Linked DNA regions of Anser cygnoides: region 1 is linked to region 2. A link is a contact called in public Hi-C data. All regions are on one chromosome and are shown on one strand. The core of a region is the stretch at or near the end of the contact, and the rest is flanking DNA. Distances in the headings are between cores, read along the strand shown.

Evidence for each region. Hi-C and Micro-C count contacts between places; a contact is called where the count stands out from the background.
Region 1: a Hi-C map of liver shows a contact between it and region 2, with 2.0 times the contacts expected there. The contact joins two enhancer-like sites. A contact is called at or near these places in 2 of 7 Hi-C or Micro-C datasets (both in liver).

Annotation. Positions count from the first base shown.
Region 1 is chr4:6,747,304-6,750,971 of Taihu_goose_T2T_genome, forward strand. It overlaps FGFRL1 (fibroblast growth factor receptor like 1), which reads left to right. Exons shown (of 7, transcript XM_048048078.2): 7 at 1-3,668. The coding sequence ends at 300. Among named protein-coding and RNA genes, the nearest start is that of RNF212, 160 kb to the right of the region's middle. Within about 2 kb of position 2,323, at least 2 of the 3 cell types and tissues checked have open chromatin away from gene starts, as enhancers often do. A contact at or near this core is called in liver, where this site is marked.
Region 2 is chr4:6,570,150-6,573,739 of Taihu_goose_T2T_genome, forward strand. No RefSeq gene overlaps it. Among named protein-coding and RNA genes, the nearest start is that of FGFRL1, 7.0 kb to the right of the region's middle. Within about 2 kb of position 2,207, at least 3 of the 3 cell types and tissues checked have open chromatin away from gene starts, as enhancers often do. A contact at or near this core is called in liver, where this site is marked.

The DNA of each region.
Region 1 (3,668 bases), core at 1,073-3,572, 180 kb after region 2:
CTGTGGCTTTGCCAGACCAAGAAGAAACCCTGCTCCCCACCAGCTGCTGCCCCCGTGCACCGGCCGCAGCCCCGGGACAGGATCTGCGTCTCCCAGGTCCCTGACAAAGACTGCATCTCCTCCATAAACTATGAGGAATACGTCGCCCAGCAGCAGCATTTACTGTCCCAAGGGCCTGCGCTCGCCCCAGCCATGGCATCCAAAATGTACCCAAAGATTTACACGGACATCCACACCCACACTCACTCGCACGTGGAAGGCAAAGTCCATCAGCACCAGCACATTCAGTACCAGTGCTAAGAGGGTGGCCGTGTACAGTAGCTCGTTTGGGCTTTTCCCCCTGGTACCTCAGAAGAGACTGCTCTGAGTCAGCTCACACTGCCAGCAATAGGCAAAGCAGACAGAAAAGATTATATATATAATTTTAAATATATATATACATATATATATAATTGTATATGCGTGTGTGTATGTGTGTATATATATATGTGTATATATCTATATCTATCTATATAAATATATATATAATAGAGAAAGACAGAGAGAGAAAAGAGATTTTTTTTTATTATTGCAATCAGGATGTAGCCAAGGAATAATGAAGGAACTCCAAATCTCAGCAGCTAGGCAGCCATCCCCAACAGTGGAGCCTTCCTGGATTTTTTAATCAAGGTGGTGGCAAGTAAGGCAGGATGCAGGGATATGAACCACCACCTCCTTCCTCATGTAGCTAAAAGGAGCAAGAAAAGGCGACCATGGTGCTTTTCCAGGTGGGCAGCCCTGTTCCCCTGGCACATCACTTGTTTTGGTGGGAAGCCCCCAGACCTGTCCCACTCAGGAGCACAAGGGAAAGCCTTTTCCCTCCGAGTGACTCGAGCGCTAAAGTACCTGAGGTTTAGTGCCAAAGCATGAGGAGACATGACCAACTCACCTCTTCCAGGGGAAAAAAATAACACAAGAGGGTCTGGAAAAGCTAATTTCTGTTCACAACGTGAAAAGTCGAATGTTTCTCAAACACAGTCGTTTTGTCTGCAATGCTGACCGAGCTGCTTGGTTTGATTTCTGCAAGTCACGTTTCTCATGGAGGGTTCTGCTGAGCAAACCTCACTGCCCCGGTCCTAGGACTCAGTGCCACTGCCAGAAAAAAGGAAGGAAGGAAGGAAAGAAAGAGGAACATTGTACAGAACACCTTTATATTTATATTTAAGAAATAATAATAATTAATAATAATAATAATTGAACTGCTGATGGCGAAGAAAGCAAAACACACTGTCCTTCTCTGATGGCTTACAGTGACAAGCTACTGGATTTTCTACATCAATGCAAAATACGTATAAACATGAGAAAAAGGAGAAAGAAAAAAAAGAGAATGAAATAATAATCTTGTAGGAAAAATTGCATTTGAGAAATATTCACCTAGGTTGTGTGTGGTTGCCCCCTCCCCACAGATAACAGTCTGGAAATGATACAACTACATTTCAGTTCAAACTACAGTAAAAACAGAAAGAAAAGAGAGTAAATAAGGACCGTATTAAATACCTATATGGACTGGAAATGAATCCAATTACAAATATAAAACCTTTGTAATTCTATATAGAGTTTAAACAAAGTCATGTATATTTAATTTATTTTGTTAAACAAGAAAAAAAATGTATGATATTTTCCTCAAAACAGGCATTTCTATACATATTTTTGATCAAAGAAAATAAAGATTTTTTTTTTCAGGTTCTATAGATGCCATGCTCAGAAAACACTCAATGTAGCATGTAACCAACCATATTTCTCCTAACTTGGAGGTCATCTATCTGTATGCTTACTCACACCAGCCACATGTACTTTCCTAGCATCATCTCAGGTACTGCCAGTGCCACCATTTCCATTAGAAATTTGCATTTTCCATCATTTAAATGCTGATTGTGAGGGTGTGTAGTGGCCTGATCGCTTCCCATGGACCCCTTGTCATCTCCACTAGCAAAGGTCTCTGCACACAGGGAAATCTGTTTCACTATGCTTTTTTAAAAAAAATGAATCTTTTTTTTTTTTCGGGGCAGGGTGTGTTGGGGGGGGGGTGGAGAGAGGTTACATTTGTTTTTTTTTTAACCACAAACCTGCAGGGTTTTTTCTTTTCAAAAGAAAATTTTGTAAATCAAACATCGTAATTTGTGAGCCTGTAAAATGAGCTTCAGCCTCAGGGTGCCTGGGAGGGGAAAACATGCCACGGGGGTGAAACCCTTCATTTGTAAATGCTGCTGTTAGGCTAGAGGAACCAGCGAGGGTGAGCTGGGTGCAGCAAGGGGAGCGTGCGGGCAGCTGCTCCCCTCAAGAAGGAAGGTGCAAACCTTTCTGCTGCAAGTGGAGAGAGGCATCTAACCCTGTAGTGGCCACAATCTTCTTTAGACAAGGCAGGTTCAGTAACGCAGCAACTGTTTGCTGTTCAGTTTTGTTTCACAGGGAAGAAAAAAAAGAGACGTGCCAATTTTTAAGTTTGAAATTACTTCCTTCTCAGGCCTGTTCTGCAAAAGAGAAATCTTCAGCAAACCAGCTGCTCCAATTTAAAGTGAAACACTTCATTTAACCTGAAACAAAACAGTGCTTTAGGCTTTTCTTTTTCTCTGAATGTTTCCAAAATTATTTGCTCTGGGTTGACCTGCAGTGATTTTTCTGCCGGTTTGTTTGGATCATCAGCAAACCAAACAGCTCCCTGTTTGCTCAGCCGTAGCACTGTGAGGTGGGGCCCTCATTCAGCAAAGCACATACGCTCCCGTTCTCCTTCACCAACACGTGCTGCTCCAAAAAAGTTCCCTTTTTGCCTTAGCCACCTAGGTCAGTGGCCTTGTCCCTGCCCACTGATAGCAAGATGGTCTTTCTGTAGAGATTATAACTACACAACCTATATATATATACATATGTGTATATATATTGGAAGCAGGAGGGTTCAGTTAAACTTTGTTAACACAAATTTTTGAAGCATCTAAAAAAGTTCAGCTCCTGGGTGTCTGCATACATTCCCCCAGCTTCAGGGAGGCTTAAATATGAGCGCTGAGGGCTCTGCTTGGATCTAAGGCATGATGTAGGCAGCATTCTTAATGGCTATATTTTATGGAGTCATTTCATGGAAAAAGCCAAAAAGCCTTTATACAGTAATTGTGTCACCTTATTCTAAGAAGGCAGCACGTGGCTATTTCCATGAGAGATTAAGGGCTACATCTCATAACTCACGCCTATGGGAAGCTACTTCTTGCACTGTGGTAGGCACCAAGCTACTGCACGTCTCAGCAGTGTTAGGAGCCTGGCAGATGACAGGATTCATCTGGAAGCCCATGGTCTTTTCTCAGCTATCTGCATCTGTGCTGCAGCCAGGGGACACGGGGCTCATGCTGTGATAGCAGTACCGAGACCAGCTTCAAAGGAGGAGGTGCATAATTGGTTTTATATGCTTCAGCTCTATGCAAACCCTAAGAGATGGTCTTACGACCCTTTTTTCAAATGGCAGCTATATCACTGACCCTCAGAGAGAGAGTGAGTGGGCTAAAAGAAACAGTCCTGCATTTCCCACATAGAGCTTCCACACTGAGCATTACGCTCTCCACTGGTGCCTTCTGCCCCGTAATCCTGGCACTCCATAGTGTTGTATCATGAAATCAACACTTCACATATTGCCAGATGGCTCA
Region 2 (3,590 bases), core at 957-3,456:
CAATGGGCAAGCTGAGCTCTATTACGCATTGCCACAACTCATCTTTTAAGCTCTGACACTAGAATCTCTGCAGAAATGAGGCAAAGAGCTTGATTTTCAGCTTCCAGACTTACCAGCCTGCTTTCCCATGGGAGGGACTCTCACCTTGCAAGCGCAGGGGATTTCCTCTACAGCTGATGGGAAACAAATGTCCCAGAGTCATTCACAGTGTGCTTTACCTAATGCCATTGTGTGAAAAGGAGGATGCCAGCTCCGAAAAGTGACTCCACATATGCTTTACCCCACTCGGAGGTTTGCTGCTCATATATTCAGTTGATATTATTTTTTTTCCCCTATTAGCTCTGCAGGCCGGCACAGCAGAAGGATGGAGACAGACTGGGGCCCTCCTTGGATTACACAGGTGCGAACAGAACTGGGATCGGCCTCTGGGCTTGCCAGAAGTTTTTTTTCTTGCTGTGATTCTGGAGAGGCGAGTGCCTCCCTTCTCTGGAGGGGTGCAGAGCACCTGAGAACAGTACGGGATCGCTGTGAGCTTCACATCACAGCTTTTTGCTAGGGGTAGAAGAGCCTGTGGAGCAAGACGGATCAGTTGCCTTTACAGCTGGGCGGACTGATGCCATCGGGGAAGCATTCCCAAAGCGGGGATCTGCGTGCTGAGGCTGCCAGAAAGCGTCAGACCTTCCCAGCCCTTTCCAGCCCCAGGACGTGGTGCTGCTGGCCAGGGCGAGCTGCTGGCTGCTCCTGTAGGATCCCCCGTGCTAGCGAAATCCCACTGCTGCCTTCAGACACGCTCTCGACTTCGCTGGAGCAGCATCAAAGGCAAAAGGGAGGTGAAGCCGAGGACTTGACCCGCCAGCCCAGGCTGAACTGCAGGGCTGGCAGTGAGGAGAAAAAAAGGATTTCTGCTGCTAAACAGATTTGGGCTGGACTCGCTGAGGAATTACCGGGAGCTAACCCGGCTGTCCCCGCACTTCTCTGTGGAAGAGGTCTGCACGTGCACGGATCATCCAGTTTTGTGGGCTTCCCTTCCTCACAAGCATGCGTTCAGATTTTAGTGAGGGCATTATTTTCCCTTTGATTTAGCACCGCCAGGAGTTATTCTATTATACCCGGGCTTGTCTATTTACTCTTTAAAGCATGTTCCTTTTATTTACTCCTCCAGAGCTGCCTGTTTAATCCAATCTCTTTTCCACTGAATTACACCAGCACAATAACATGGGCAAACAGGTTCAGCCTGGGTCACGGGTGGCAGAGGAAGGGGCTATATTCTTGCCAGATAATAACTCTAGCATTAAGGGAAAAAAAAAAAAAAGGAATTTACTGTGAATGGTGAGTTTTATAGATAAATAGGGAGCTGCTGTTACTAATGCATACTTGCACTGTTTTTGCAGCACCACTGCCCCCACCCAAAAAAACAAGCAAATGACCTGAAAATGAGGGTGGGGTTGAGCTCATTTTTGCAGGAAGCCTTAGGTTTGACAAAACCCCTGGTACATGGGCAGTGCCCAGGCGTTCTTACGTGGGACCTCTGGGACAAGGCAGGCCCCAAACTCACACCCTCACCTCACATTTTGACACCAAACCCTATGAGTGCCTTTCATTTCTCTCTTAGACCCCACCATTGTGCACACTGTGGATAAAAGCCTGTTTTAAATAAAATAAAAGATGGGGAGCAGGCTCGCACGTCCGTGGCAGTTTGGTGAGATGAGCAGGGCAGGTGCTGCACCGTGCATTGCTGGCATCTTCCTCAAGACCTTGGGGCCGCCCTGGTACACACTCATGGCACATTTCTGCTCTTTTGGGATTGCATTTCACTGCATGCTGGAAGCAGCAGCTTTTTTTTTTTTTTTTTTTTGTTCTTCATTATTAACTATACATCCTAATTGCTCTCTTAATAAAAAAAAAAAAGACACTTGCACTTTGCAGGGACACGAGCAGGTAAGTTCTCCAGCCTGTGGAGATTAAATCCTTATTTATTTCCCTGACAAATGGTTTACTCTCCAGCCATTTCTCCGGCAGGATACGTTGTCACCTTCTTGCTGCCCTGTGTGCATCTGCTGCTCACCAGGACACCAGCCAGCTCCACTCTGCTCCTGTTATTTTGGAAACCCAGAGCCGCGAGTTTCGTAAAGGCTGGGTTAAGTAAGCAACAGATTTATCTTTGTCTAAAGATAAAAGTGTTTGGCAGCAAATGCTGGCAGCTCCTTACATATTTCCAGGGCTCCTTAGTGTGCTCTCTGCTCTTCCCTTCACGTGGGGATGGCGGTGGGGGCGGCTGGCCAACTGAAGGGGTTGTCTCCCAGCCCCAGGGTTAATATTTAACCCTGCCTGTGCCTGGGGAGGGCAGGATGGAGGCTCTGCCTTGTTGTCTTGCAGCTTGTCACACCGCTGCGGATTTTGCAGCTGTCTTCTTCAGGCTGTGGGCAAGCGGGCGGCGCTCCCCGGGTCCATCAGGATTTGTCCTCCTGTGGATCTCCACCTGTGAATCTCCACCCCAGCACTGCCGGACGAAGCAATGAGCACAGCACCAAGACAAGGTGAATGTCTGAGCAGCCGAAGGTCCAAGAGGTCCCCTGTGAGCTCCTGGGAACCCCTCTGGAGCTGCCCTCCTCGTTGTGGTCCCCAAGCCCTGTGCCCACGGGGACCCCTCTCAGAGCCAGCAGATCCCCCAGCACGGGGAACACCGGGGCTGAGCCGTCACGGTGTGCTGGCTGGGTCTTCAGGAGGAACATCCTAGGGTGAAGGCGCTGAGGGACGGATGGGGGGGGATGGGGACTGATGCACCTTCCCTGCAAACCCTGTTGCTGTGCCAGAGCAGCCCGGTCTGCCCCTGGGGGAATCAGAGAGTTTCTCAACAAACTGTGAGCAAAAGCAAGCTCCTGCCACCCGATTCTTAGCCAGCATCCCAGGCCAGCTTCTGCTATTATTTTTATTTGCATACATAAAAAGAGAGAAAAAAAAATAATAAAGATTTCCTGGGAGGATTGTTTCCGTATGGCTTTACGCATAAGAGTAAACAAGGCATAGCTGTTGACTATATAGTTAACATATTTCTGGTGGTGCTCCCATCCAGAAAATGCAGCTGCATTATATTCCTGATAAAGTGGAACTAATGTTCAGCTTCAGCAAGAATGTTAATATATGAAAGACATTTCAAACAACACTGATTGAAGCAAAGTGTCCATTCCTCTGCTAAGGCTTTATTTTTTTTGCAAAGAATGGGAAAAAAAATAATACAATGCTTTACCTGGAAATCATCAGATTTCTGATCCCAGTTACACCTGTATGAATCTGAAATATATTTATTGATTTTGTTGGATTTCTCTGCACACTCCTGCCACTGAGAGCAGGGGCTGTGCTGTCACTTGCAGCCCGCTTTGCTACAGGTTATTTTTCCCAATAATTTGGGGTTTCTCCTCATTGCGGAGACATGGCCAGAAAGGGGCAGCCTGAGCTCGTACCACCTAACCTCACCCAGTGCCCCTGACACGATGCATGTGGCTATTGCCTAATATCCTATTGCTGACAATTAAAGCACAAACATGCAGTCATATTTTTGGATGAAATTGTACAAACATTTCAAAACAGTT